Regions from separate parts of the Arachis hypogaea genome. Here all the other regions are linked to region 1. The links are chromatin contacts, called in public Hi-C maps. All regions are on one chromosome and are shown on one strand. The core of a region is the stretch at or near the end of the contact, and the rest is flanking DNA. Distances in the headings are between cores, read along the strand shown.

Region 1 (3,939 bases), core at 1,100-3,599:
TGCAAATATCTTCCAGTAAAAGGCAAGACCATAGTCATATTAGCACATGTTTAATTAGCATAGTCATATTAGAACATGCAATGATATAAATGTATAAAATTTAAAACTACTCACCTGTTGAGCAGAATCTGCACCAGATGATATAACCTTGTTGGTTTCAGTGATCAGTGTGTTGCAATCTCCCACCCTGCGAGCCTCTGTGCACTTGTTTAGATGAACCTGAAGAATCTTCACTTTAGCAATCTCATCAGGATCAGCCTCTGGTCCTGCTTGTTTATAATGATACAATGCCTTTTCTGGGTCTCCTAGTCTGAAAGAAAGTCAATGAGACTATGAATAACAAGTAAAAGACATTCTTATTGCTCTAAGCCAGAAACTGCTGTTGCTATGTAAATTGTCCTGATACATTGATTTTCTTATGTGCTACTTTGTCTAAATTGACAGTTAATTTGAAATGGAAGAACTACCCTTTTACCATTTTTCAATATTAGCAATACATTAAAATTGTATGTAAATGAAATACAAGAGACAATGAGATCGCGGGAGATGCTGAAAAATCTCTTATAGGTTATTGTTATCACCTTAATTATCAATTTTTATTGAAGCAACAAAAAGAGAATGAAGTAGAATAAGAAATTTCTCTTATTCTATAAATACCTAAGAATCTCTCTCATATATACAAGGAAAATAATTAGAGATGCATGTTGGAAGATGTATATTGAGAAACATAATCTTTTTTCTACTGAAAGGAAAGTGCTGCATGGATACTTACCTAAAGTACAAGTTTCCCAATCGTTGATGAGCTCTTTGGTAATGCTGATCAATTCGAATGGCTTCTCTACATTCAAACACAGCCTCCAAAAGCCTTCCAAGAGCTGTTAATGCTGCACTTTTATTGCTTCTATAAGCAGCCTTATTAGGATCAATTGCAATTGCTGCATCATACAGAGCCAATGCCTCAGCAAAGTTCCCATTCTTATAATCCTCATTCCCCATTATCTTCAACTGTTCAGGGTCCATTCTAGTAGACACAGCCCTACAAAGTGAACCTGATTCTTCTTTACTATTCCTAGTAACCTTTTTATTCCTATTATTGTTACTACCACCACCATTTTCCACTTTATCCATTGGAATGTTTGAACTAGGATAATTTGTTCCTCCTCCTCCTTGTCCAAGGTTACCTAAGTTACCATATATCATCACATTGCTAGAAGCTCGAACAAGCTTGTTGCTTCCCTTCGGCTTCTGGTAATCGTTTAACATGCTATCAAGCTCACCGGATATTCCAACGGCATCTTTTGGAACCTTTCTTCCCTGATTGACATATCCTTGTACAGGTGACACCTTCGACGACCTAGATGACGAACACACTGCCATTGATGCTGCTGCTGCCTCATCATGTTGTTGTTGTTTTCTTTGGTGGTTTTGGTTTACACTTACAACTACATGCTTTTGGCTCTGGGGAGTGTTGGAATTGCTTGATGCAGAAGAAGCAGATCTTCGGGCATCATCAGAGACATCACTCTGTGGCCGTTTCGAATCTTTGGTTTTTGATGGTTGCTTCCCATGATTATGAGCATCATCATTACCAGAATATCTTTCAGTTTTGCTCCTAGATGAGCCGCGCCTGCGAAGCAATGATGATAGCAAACCACAACCTCTGCTTTCTGGTGAAGTGTCTCTCATTTTGTTTTTCCCTCACTAATTTTCCTTGAATGTGTTCTAAGACTTATGTTTTTCTATACAGATTTGGCTATTGAGGATGATAATGGATGATCATTAGTGTTTTTAACAAGAGTAATGAAAATTCTATGTGATGTGAACTTGTCCTGATAAATCTAGTGAAATGGGAAACATTTCAAATTCAGACATTACAACAACCACTTGGAATGCAAAAGTAATTCAGAGATCGAAATGAACCCTTATGGCTAAGGATTATAAGCCCAATAATATTTCCAGCAGATAATTCTAATTTCTAAAGAACCTCCTCCTGGAAAGGCTGCAAGGGAATGGTTTTTTTTTTTTTTAATAAATTCTCTAATCTAAAAAAAATGGATAAAAAGAACCAAATGGCATGATCTCCAAAAGGAAAACTTATGGGGAAAAGGGAAGAAAAGAACGACGAAACGAAAATCTGTTATTCTATTGATGTATATACATTGCTCTAGCTGGCTTTCAATTTCCTTCTCAATATTTTTGTTTTTTCAGGTTAGTTTCATCGGAACAAGAAAAGCATTAGACCCGGTCTTGGTTACAACTCACAAGAAGGATGTCCAAAATTATGGGAATGATTAGGTTTGTTATCTGTTTTGTTTCCTTGTAAGTTGTAACCTCAAATGGCTGTAACATGCCAAAATCATAAGCACATAGCTACATATTATAGGATTATTTTATATGGACACTAAAACTCAATTATTAATGATTAAGTGGTCACCATATAAAATAAAAAAATACTAGTCATTAAAATTAATTTTATATATTTGTGTATAAATATATGAGTAATTTAATTTATTTTTAATGTATGTATAGCTAATATGTATTTTATATTTGTAGTTAATTTTAGTATATCTCTAATATAATTTTTTTATTATTTTGATATTACCATGGTTGATTATTTTATGGTGTAATATTTCATTATTTTGGCTGCTAATTTCTTGTTAAAAAAATGTATGAAATAAGATTCCAACTTAGATTAATTGATGAATATATGATTATCATTTATAAATGAACATATAGACTAAATTAGGGCATGAAGATGAAAAGATTAGTCTTTATGGGGATAATAGTTGTGCGAGATAATTATTCTAATAGCTAATTTACTGTTAAAAAAGGACATAAACTACGGATGTCAATGGAGCAGGGCAGGGGCAGGGGATGCCTCCTTGCTCCCCATCCCCGTCCCCAGATTAGCTCCTGTTTTCGTCTCCGTTTTCTGCCGTGAGAGAGTATTGCTCTTCATCTTCATTTTTCACAGAGCCCCATTCTCCACGGGGACCCCATTTTTCATTTATCTGATAATTCTAACTAATTATTAATTTTCATATGAATAGAGTTGCAAGTATCCATCCTATACAAAAACAGCAAGATTTTATACAAAAAATCTAAACGACAAGATGGTGACTTCTTTCGAAATGATGTAGTGGGCAGACGCAATGGCGAGCTAGAGGACAGAACAGTGGATGAGGTGGGAGATGCGGGAACAGAGAGGAGAATGGACACGACGGTAGAGTTACGAAAAGGAACACCGCAAATAGAGAGCACGATGCAGTGAGGGTGATAGCACGGTGAGGTGTGATGATGCGGTGAGAAGGGAGAGTAGCGAGAGGGTGGCTGCAGAGAGGTTGGATGGAGTATGGACAGCATTAGGGATCTTTGAATTGAAGAAGGGTTATGCAAATGAGGATTAGGATAATCAACTATTAAGGACAATTCAATAAATTTATGAATTTTGGGGATTAGCGGGGACAGGGCAGGGATCCCGCTCGGATTCCTGCGCCTGCCTCGGAGAAATTTTGTCCCCCGTCTCCATCTCCGCAGAAAAAATTTCTCCACAGTCGAATCCCCATTCAAGACAGTCCCCGCAGGGATCCCCGCATCCCGGAAAGTTTTGCCATCCCTAACATAGACACTACTATATTCTCTATGATATGAATTCAATTTCAGTAATCTTAATAGTGTAATTAAAATTTTAAAGACTATTTTAATATACATGTCTAATCTTAAAATGCATACTATAGTATTTATACTATGGTTACTATAGTAATAACAGCATTTTTAAAATTTTGATAAAATCTAAAGAATATTTTTTATTATATAACAATATTTTTTAATTTAAAAAATAATTATTACTAAAATATAAAAAATATGATTTTAATTTTAATAAAACACATAAAATAGCATTCGAAAGATTATATTTTTAAGAGATATTGTTTCAAAAGA
Region 2 (3,679 bases), core at 670-3,169, 190 kb after region 1:
AAGTCATATATAGAAAAACAATAATGCTAAGGAAATAAAAAATAATTAGCCTAAATAATTTAAATTTATTTTATTAAAAATATTTGATAATAAAAAAATTAGCTAAAAACATTTAAATAAACTTACTTTATTTTAATAAAAAAAAGTTTAAGAATTTCTCTAATACTTTTTTTTTCATGTAATGATGGTTTCTTCTCCCCACACACTTCCTCCCTGTCTTCATTCGGACCACAAAGACAATGCAATGTGCAAAAAGAAAGGAAAAAATTGTGTTTGTACCACTTTTTTTTTATATTTTGTGTATTTTTATTTTATAATATAAAAAATAAACATGTTATTTTTTTCATTTTTATTAATTAATTTTAGTAAAAAAATATATAAAAAAAATAACAAATATAATATCCCTCACAACAAAAGGGCCTCTTTAATTTCTCTCACTCTCTCTCCTCTCAGAAAAGCTCTCAAAGACACACTGCCCTACAATTTTGAGCCAAAACTCAAAAAGATGAACAGCTTTTGGCATCCTCGCCAAAAAGGCTGCACTATTAATTTTCTTTTTCTCTCTTTGCTTGTATCCATTCCCTCTACAGAGAAAAAGCATCGATTCAAGTACCTGATGCCAGAAAATGACAAACCTATATGGAAAAAAAATATATTATGAGTATATACACGCAAATCGTTTTAAAGAGATTATATTCTCTTGTGTACAAAAATTTATACATCAATAATAATGCCACAACGTGCAATTTAGAGAAAGTTTCACAAACTTGTTTTACTAAAAACTAAAGCGGTTAAAAGAAAAGTGTGAGTATTGAGATTTGAGAGACATTATTTGCAACGGTTTCGCTACGTTACCAACAGTATATCTGCCAACTTCTGCCAACTCTTATTTATAATTGTGTTTCATGGAAGTATATTCGTGGATGTATCTAATAAAAATATCTTTTTTATAGCTGTGTTTAATAGAAGTGTCTTTATAAATATATTTTATGGATGTGTCTCTTTATATATATATTTAAAATATATTAATTATTAGACACATCTACGAACACACTTCCATCAAACACAATTATAAATAAGAGTTGGCAGAAGTTGGCAGATAATATGTTGGTACCTATACTTTTCCTATTTGCAAAATGCAAATTCTTATTCTGACCATCATTGACCTCCGTTGCACTTATTAGTTATTAGGTGATACTTTATCGATTTCATAATATTTGTTACTGTTACTTACACATCAATTAAGGAATTTAATTTAAGAATTAATTAAAAAATTAAAGAGTTTAATAAAATACTCTTTATTATGTTATGTGTATATATAAGAAAATAATCATAATTCAATCACTAGTGATATCTCATAAAGAATATATGCTACTATAAATAGATTTAATTATTTATTCTTTACAATTTTAATTATTCTACTATATGATATATTCAATTATTTTGGTGGTTAATTATTTAATTAAAAAATTATATATATAATTTAAGAATGATTTTTATTATACATAGAGCATTATATATGTATTAATGTATGTATGTATGTATGCACGTATACCAATTTTATTTGTTTTCTTTTTGTGATTTTTGAAAGACAGGTAGCATATATATCGTATACATCCATTCCAGCCCTAAAGTTCAATTGATAGATCGAATTTATGCACAGTAGACATGTTTGTTTTTAGAAACTTTTCCTCTGTATGTTGATGGATATAAGTTAAAGTAATAAGATGCATGACCCCAGCAACTAGTTTTTACTCATGGAAATTGCCAATTGCTCTTTTTTAGTCACAAAAGTCAACGGGAGGCAAACACTTTTCTTTTAGTTTTTTTCTTTTTTCTTTTTTGGCACTTATATATATAGAAGAAAGAACCACCATGAGATCTCTTCTTTAATCATTATCTTACGGTAATATGATTTTAGTGAATAGAGGAAACACAGACACTCAAAAAATTTGCATCAATATAATATACACGTGTTGTCTACTACTTCATGTGTTTGGCAAATGGGTAATCTACCTTAATTTGCGGCTTCTTGATTCTTTCATTTATATTAGTACCTATATACAAATCTTTTTTTGGTTTAGACATAAGAGTCCATTAGTGTATAACTCTATATTACATGTGAAGTGTAATAATAATAATTAATTATATCCTGAATTTGTTAATAATAGTATTAATATATGTCATGAAATCACTCATCTCAAAAGTTTAAACTGATAGACGAATGGTTATATCTTTAATAAAACAGTTGAGTATGTTAGTAATTTCTTCTCTAATTCAATAATAAGTTAATTAATATTATTCATTTGTTCTATAATAGCTTCTATCTTGTAAATTGTAACTCATGTAAGGTTTTCTTTGTACTCACTGTCAATACAATCCTGTTTTTCATTCATATCTTCTCTTCTCGTTTTTTTTTTTACTGATCAAATTAAATACCTTCGTCACTATCTATCTCGCTTGATCAAAGTCATAATATATACGTGTGTGCATACGATTATATTTTAAAAAGAGAAATGTTATAGTTTTGTATATTTTTCGTATTTTTTATTTTTGGTAATAAAATGATTGATAAAAAGTTAGACAAAAATAAAAGTTTATCTTTTATAATTTATAATATAAAAAATGTACAAAATAAATATTAAAATATATACAAAAAATAGTATTCTCCTGTGAAATGTGCTAAGCTATTAGTTGTTGCCTAGAAAAGCCTTGGGAAAAATACGGTGTATGTATACTTGTTTGGAATTATCTATATTCATCCATCACATTAATGCTAATTATTTGTTTACGAAATAATGTATTTGATGAATAAAAAAATTAAAGAAATTATCAGTTAAAATAGTATTTATAACCAATAGTGAGTTAACATAAATCAGACCACAAACGACTTTTGAAAAGGAATACTATTGGGTGTCCAAAAGTAGTGAATTTGAAGAGAGAGAGAGAGAGAGAGAGAGAGAGAGAGAGAGAGAGAGAGAGAGAGAGAGAGAGAGAGAGAGAGAGAGAATACACATCTATTTTATGTCTATACATACGTTCTTAAAATAAATGCTGATGTAATTGTTGATCTAGCATTTTCTTTATTATAAAGTATAGACTTATAATTTATAAATAAAGTTTGCATTGAAATTAATAATAAAGAAAAAAGTAGTAACTATTTGTATTTGTCTCTTGAATCTAATACATCATCTCTTAGTTATAAAAAAAAAAAAAAAAAAAAAAAAAAACCATATCAAGTAGTTGCATTAATCAAAAGATTATTAAAAAAGTTAATAATTCCGAAATGATTGATATTATGAAAAAGTCATGCATCTCAAATCAAGGAGATTAGTTGTGGTAGTTGTTGTTGTTACTTCATTACTACTATATATGCATTGTCATCCCTAGTTTTCTCACACTATCTTATATAATGAGTAAGTGGGTCAGGGGTGATTTTCATGAACCCTACTATGTCTGCCACTATCCTTTATTTTCAGTAACCCCAGCCATTGAAATAATAATGCTCATACCGGCCATTGCCCATTGCCTCTCCCCTTTTTCTTTTTTCTTTTTTTTTTTTTTAACGATATCGTCCAGTTTAGCATGTCAAGATTAATCTTTGCAGGTCTAAACTTCATTGAAGAATTTATTTTTAATTAATAAGTTGTTACATACACAAGATAAGATTCAAATTATT
Region 3 (3,755 bases), core at 83-2,582, 250 kb before region 1:
CTGAAACAGAACAAACAATCAACAAAACAATGAAAACAGAATTTTTTTTCCCTTTAGAAGAAGAAAACAATGAAAACATGAAGCATATAATAAATCAATGATCACCAACATCCAGCAATAATCTCAAAGACAACAATAAATACACAACAACAATTTAGCAAATAAACAAGAACAAGACCTAAATAGAAAATTCAACAAATTAAATCGCAGCAACCTAACAATTTAGCAAATTAAAACAACAGCAGCCCAACAATTTAGCAAATTATCAACTTAAGAAGTTCAAGAACAGAAAATCACAACAAAAACAAAAAAAAAATTAAAATTAACAAAAGAACAACAGCACAACAACCCAAGAACAATTAGCAAATTAACAAGTTTACAATAACAGTTAAAATTTACCAGAAGAACACTAATGCAAGTGGAATCATCATGCTAATATGTTTTCTGCAAAGATGCTATTTGTGCAGCTAAAATTTCCTAATTACTAAGATCCAATTATTCTAATTTCACATGCAATCAACTTTCTAAGTTTCTAAAAGCTAGAAATTATAAAACCAACCAGAAATATGGTTAAAGCATTTCATCAAACATGTTGAGTGCGGTAAAATTAAAACGAAATAAGAGAATTCAAAGCTTAAAATCAATGTGATAGAGAAGAGAACATAACTATTGTAACTTCAATTCAGTCAATGAAAAAATCCAAACCACTACCAAATCAAATAGTTACTTATTGTAATAGAAATCAGAAATTGCAGAGTTTGAATTAGAGTATTGGTGTTGTGTGAGTGTATTGTCTGGTGGCGGGTTTAGGGAACTCACGGCGGCGACAAAAGAGAGCAGTTCGACGGCTAGGTGGAGCGCGCGGCTTGGTCGCAGAGTTTGAAGCAGAGCAACGTGGCTTCCAGACGAACGCAAATGCGAACTCGAACGGTGAACGGCGAGTAAACGCGAACGGTGAACGCCAAGCGAACGTGAACGGCAAACAATCGGCGACGGAAGCGCGGCTGAGCAGACAAAGACGACGGACGCCGAGCTCGAGGAAGCAGCCGCGATCGGTGACAGCGAACAGGGGTTGAAGACTTGGAGCACGAGGGAAGCTAGATAGACGGACGGATGGCGACCTTTTTTATGCGACGGACGGCGGCAGTATGCCACTCCTTGCGGCGGTGGTGTAGGCTTACAGTGATAGGGTTTTTTGGCTGGGTTTGTGTGATTTCTTTCTGAATGAAAGAAAGAAAGGGAGAGAGGGAGACAGAAACGAAGGAGCTTCCGTGTTTGTGTAAACCGGCCGGGTTCCACTTCGGTCCACCGGCCAGTTCTCGACCGGTTCAATGGTTTTACATGCCTGACCAGACCATTAATATTGTCGGTTCGCAATTGAACTGGTCTGATCGGTCGGTCCGGTTTGGTTTTAGAACATTGACAGTAAATAAAAATATAGAAATTTAAAAATAAGTTCATACGTCTCGGTCCAACCTTGGTGGCACAAGCTTAAAGGCGGTGGTGCGCCTGGGATCGCAGTGGTGGCTGCTGCAACACTGCGGACGGAGATGGTATTGTGTGTCTTGGTAATGGATGATTGGTGTTTCTTTGTGAGATTGCATAAATTTTTTCTTTCTTTCTTATATTTTTGGATTGAGCATTTTTCTTTTTGGGTTTTGGGTCAAGGCTGACAGACCAGCCCAACCCAGAAAGAACTTTGAGACCCACCAACCCGAAATGCTCTACAGCGAAACTCCCTTCTTCCTAAGGGTGGTAATGGGTAGGGTAGGGTAGGGTTTGGATACAACCTTAACCCTACCCACAAGTTGAAATTTTTATATAAACTCAACCATATCTTATACGCGGGTTGAGAATATCCTAACCCTAACCCTATCCGCGGGTTACCAAAAAGATACAATATTATTATATATCTTAATGATAATTTAAAATAGAACTGACTTTTATGTAAATAAAAACGTATTAAATTATAAATTAGTGATATTCTCTTAGTGACTAAGGATTTTTTCCATTTAGTGAGAGGTTTTTGGTTTAACATCCACTTGAAACATATTTTTCTATAAGTATATAATATATAAATGTATAGGGTGCAAATAGGGGTCCTACCCAAATCCTACCCGCACCCTACCCGACTGAGTTGGGTCAGGTTGGGTACCCGTGGGTAAGGTGCATGTTGCCACCCCTACTTCTTCCTCGACCCAAAGACGCCACTTCTCTTTAACGCAACCTTCGTCACTCCTCACTGCGGATGCCCGCCGCCCAGACGCTGGTTTCGCCGTGACTACTGCAACCTCTAGTCCGACGTCCTCAAAGCCCGTTGACAAAACCAGGTATCTTTAAAATTCAGTTCCTACTCACCCCCAATAATCTTTAAAATTCAACATAAAACAATTTTTAAAATTTATAAAACCTTGAAAATCATTCAAATATAAATCAAATTAAAAAACATGGGGCGAGTAGGGGTAGAGATGGCAACAGATCCTCATAGAGTGGGGACATGTCTTTGTCCTTAGTTTTTAAAAACTCTTCTCGGCCGTGCCATATTTTCGCGATGGGTAATGGAGATCTCGTATCCGTTGGATACTCGGATCTTCTCAGATATTCGTATTACATGAAGTATGAATCACACAACAGTAATAGTATAGGCAGTTAGTTATTAGATGTTATATTTCTAGTAAGTTTTGACTTGAGAGTTAGTTATGAGGCAGTTAGTGATAATTGAATTAGTTATTAGAAAATTATTTTTAGTTGGAAAATGTGTTAAATTAGTTAGTATATAAGCTTAGAAAATGAGATTAGAAACTTGAGGATTGTTCTTGTAAGTCTGATTTGTGAAGCTAGTAAGAGAACTACACTCTTCTCTTTTTAGCTCTTTTTCTCCTCACATGTTTGATCTATTCTATTTTTCTACTCTTTGAACTCACAATTTTCTCATGATGCGGTGAGCATGGAAGAGAAGTAGAAAAATGTAAGAACGGATTGGGAGAAAGAGCCTTAAATGAATCTAGAATATTGAAGATTCAAAATCATGGACAACAACTCGTTTTCCCTCTCTTCAGTAGATATTCAAGCTTTGGTGAATTTCATGAATCAATTCAACATAATGCAGAAAAATTAATCTAAGCCAGCAACGAGTCCAGCTCTAGATCCAACCAGTCCCTACTTTTTATATCTTGGAGAGAATCCAGGATCTCCTTTGGTATCGGTCAGTTTAGGAACAAACAATTATCACGTTTGGGAGAAAGCTATGTGGTGTGCATTGAAATCAAAGAACAAGGTGAAATTCATAGATGGGTCGATCAAGAAACCAGAAAAGAATGATAGTTTGTTTCAAGCTTGGGAAAGGTGCAACACGTACGTGACTTTATGGATAAATTTGTCCCTGAGTGGAGAAATAGCGCAAAGCGTGATGTGGATTGATTCCACGGTAGAATTGTGGAAAGAACTACAACACAAATACAATCAAGGTGACATTTTCAGAATTGTGGAACTACAAGAAGAAGTATTTACTGTGAAACAAGGTGATCAATCAATCATTTCATACTACACGAAATAAAAGGAAATTTGGGAAGATCTGGATAATCTTCGCCTGATCCCGCAATATTCTCACTGTGCAGACCGTTGTGTTAAAACTCGATTTTTGATAAACCGACTTTTTTGGCTATTGTGTAACTTATTCCGCAAAATTCTGAACCATGACTCAATAATTATTAGTGAGACAGGACTAATGGTAAAAAAATAAAAATAAATTAAAA

The links. A called contact is a pair of places that touch in the nucleus more often than the background predicts.
Region 2: a Hi-C map of an unstated tissue shows a contact between it and region 1, with 4 times the contacts expected there. The contact joins the enhancer-like site here to the promoter of LOC112786728 in region 1. A contact is called at or near these places in 3 of 8 Hi-C or Micro-C datasets (leaf and an unstated tissue).
Region 3: a Hi-C map of leaf shows a contact between it and region 1, with 2.3 times the contacts expected there. The contact joins the promoter of LOC112784121 here to the promoter of LOC112786728 in region 1. A contact is called at or near these places in 4 of 8 Hi-C or Micro-C datasets (leaf and an unstated tissue).

Annotation. Positions count from the first base shown.
Region 1 is chr20:20,398,527-20,402,465 of arahy.Tifrunner.gnm2.J5K5, reverse strand. It overlaps LOC112786728 (inactive TPR repeat-containing thioredoxin TTL3), which reads right to left and starts at 2,349. Exons shown (of 5, transcript XM_025830099.2): 1 at 773-2,349; 2 at 115-310; 3 at 1-9. The coding sequence starts at 1,686.
Region 2 is chr20:20,209,066-20,212,744 of arahy.Tifrunner.gnm2.J5K5, reverse strand. No RefSeq gene overlaps it. Among protein-coding and RNA genes, the nearest start is that of TRNAM-CAU, 12 kb to the right of the region's middle. Within about 2 kb of position 1,919, at least 2 of the 3 cell types and tissues checked have open chromatin away from gene starts, as enhancers often do.
Region 3 is chr20:20,652,045-20,655,799 of arahy.Tifrunner.gnm2.J5K5, reverse strand. LOC112784121 reads right to left here and starts at 1,332. Exons shown (of 8, transcript XM_025827240.2): 1 at 820-1,332.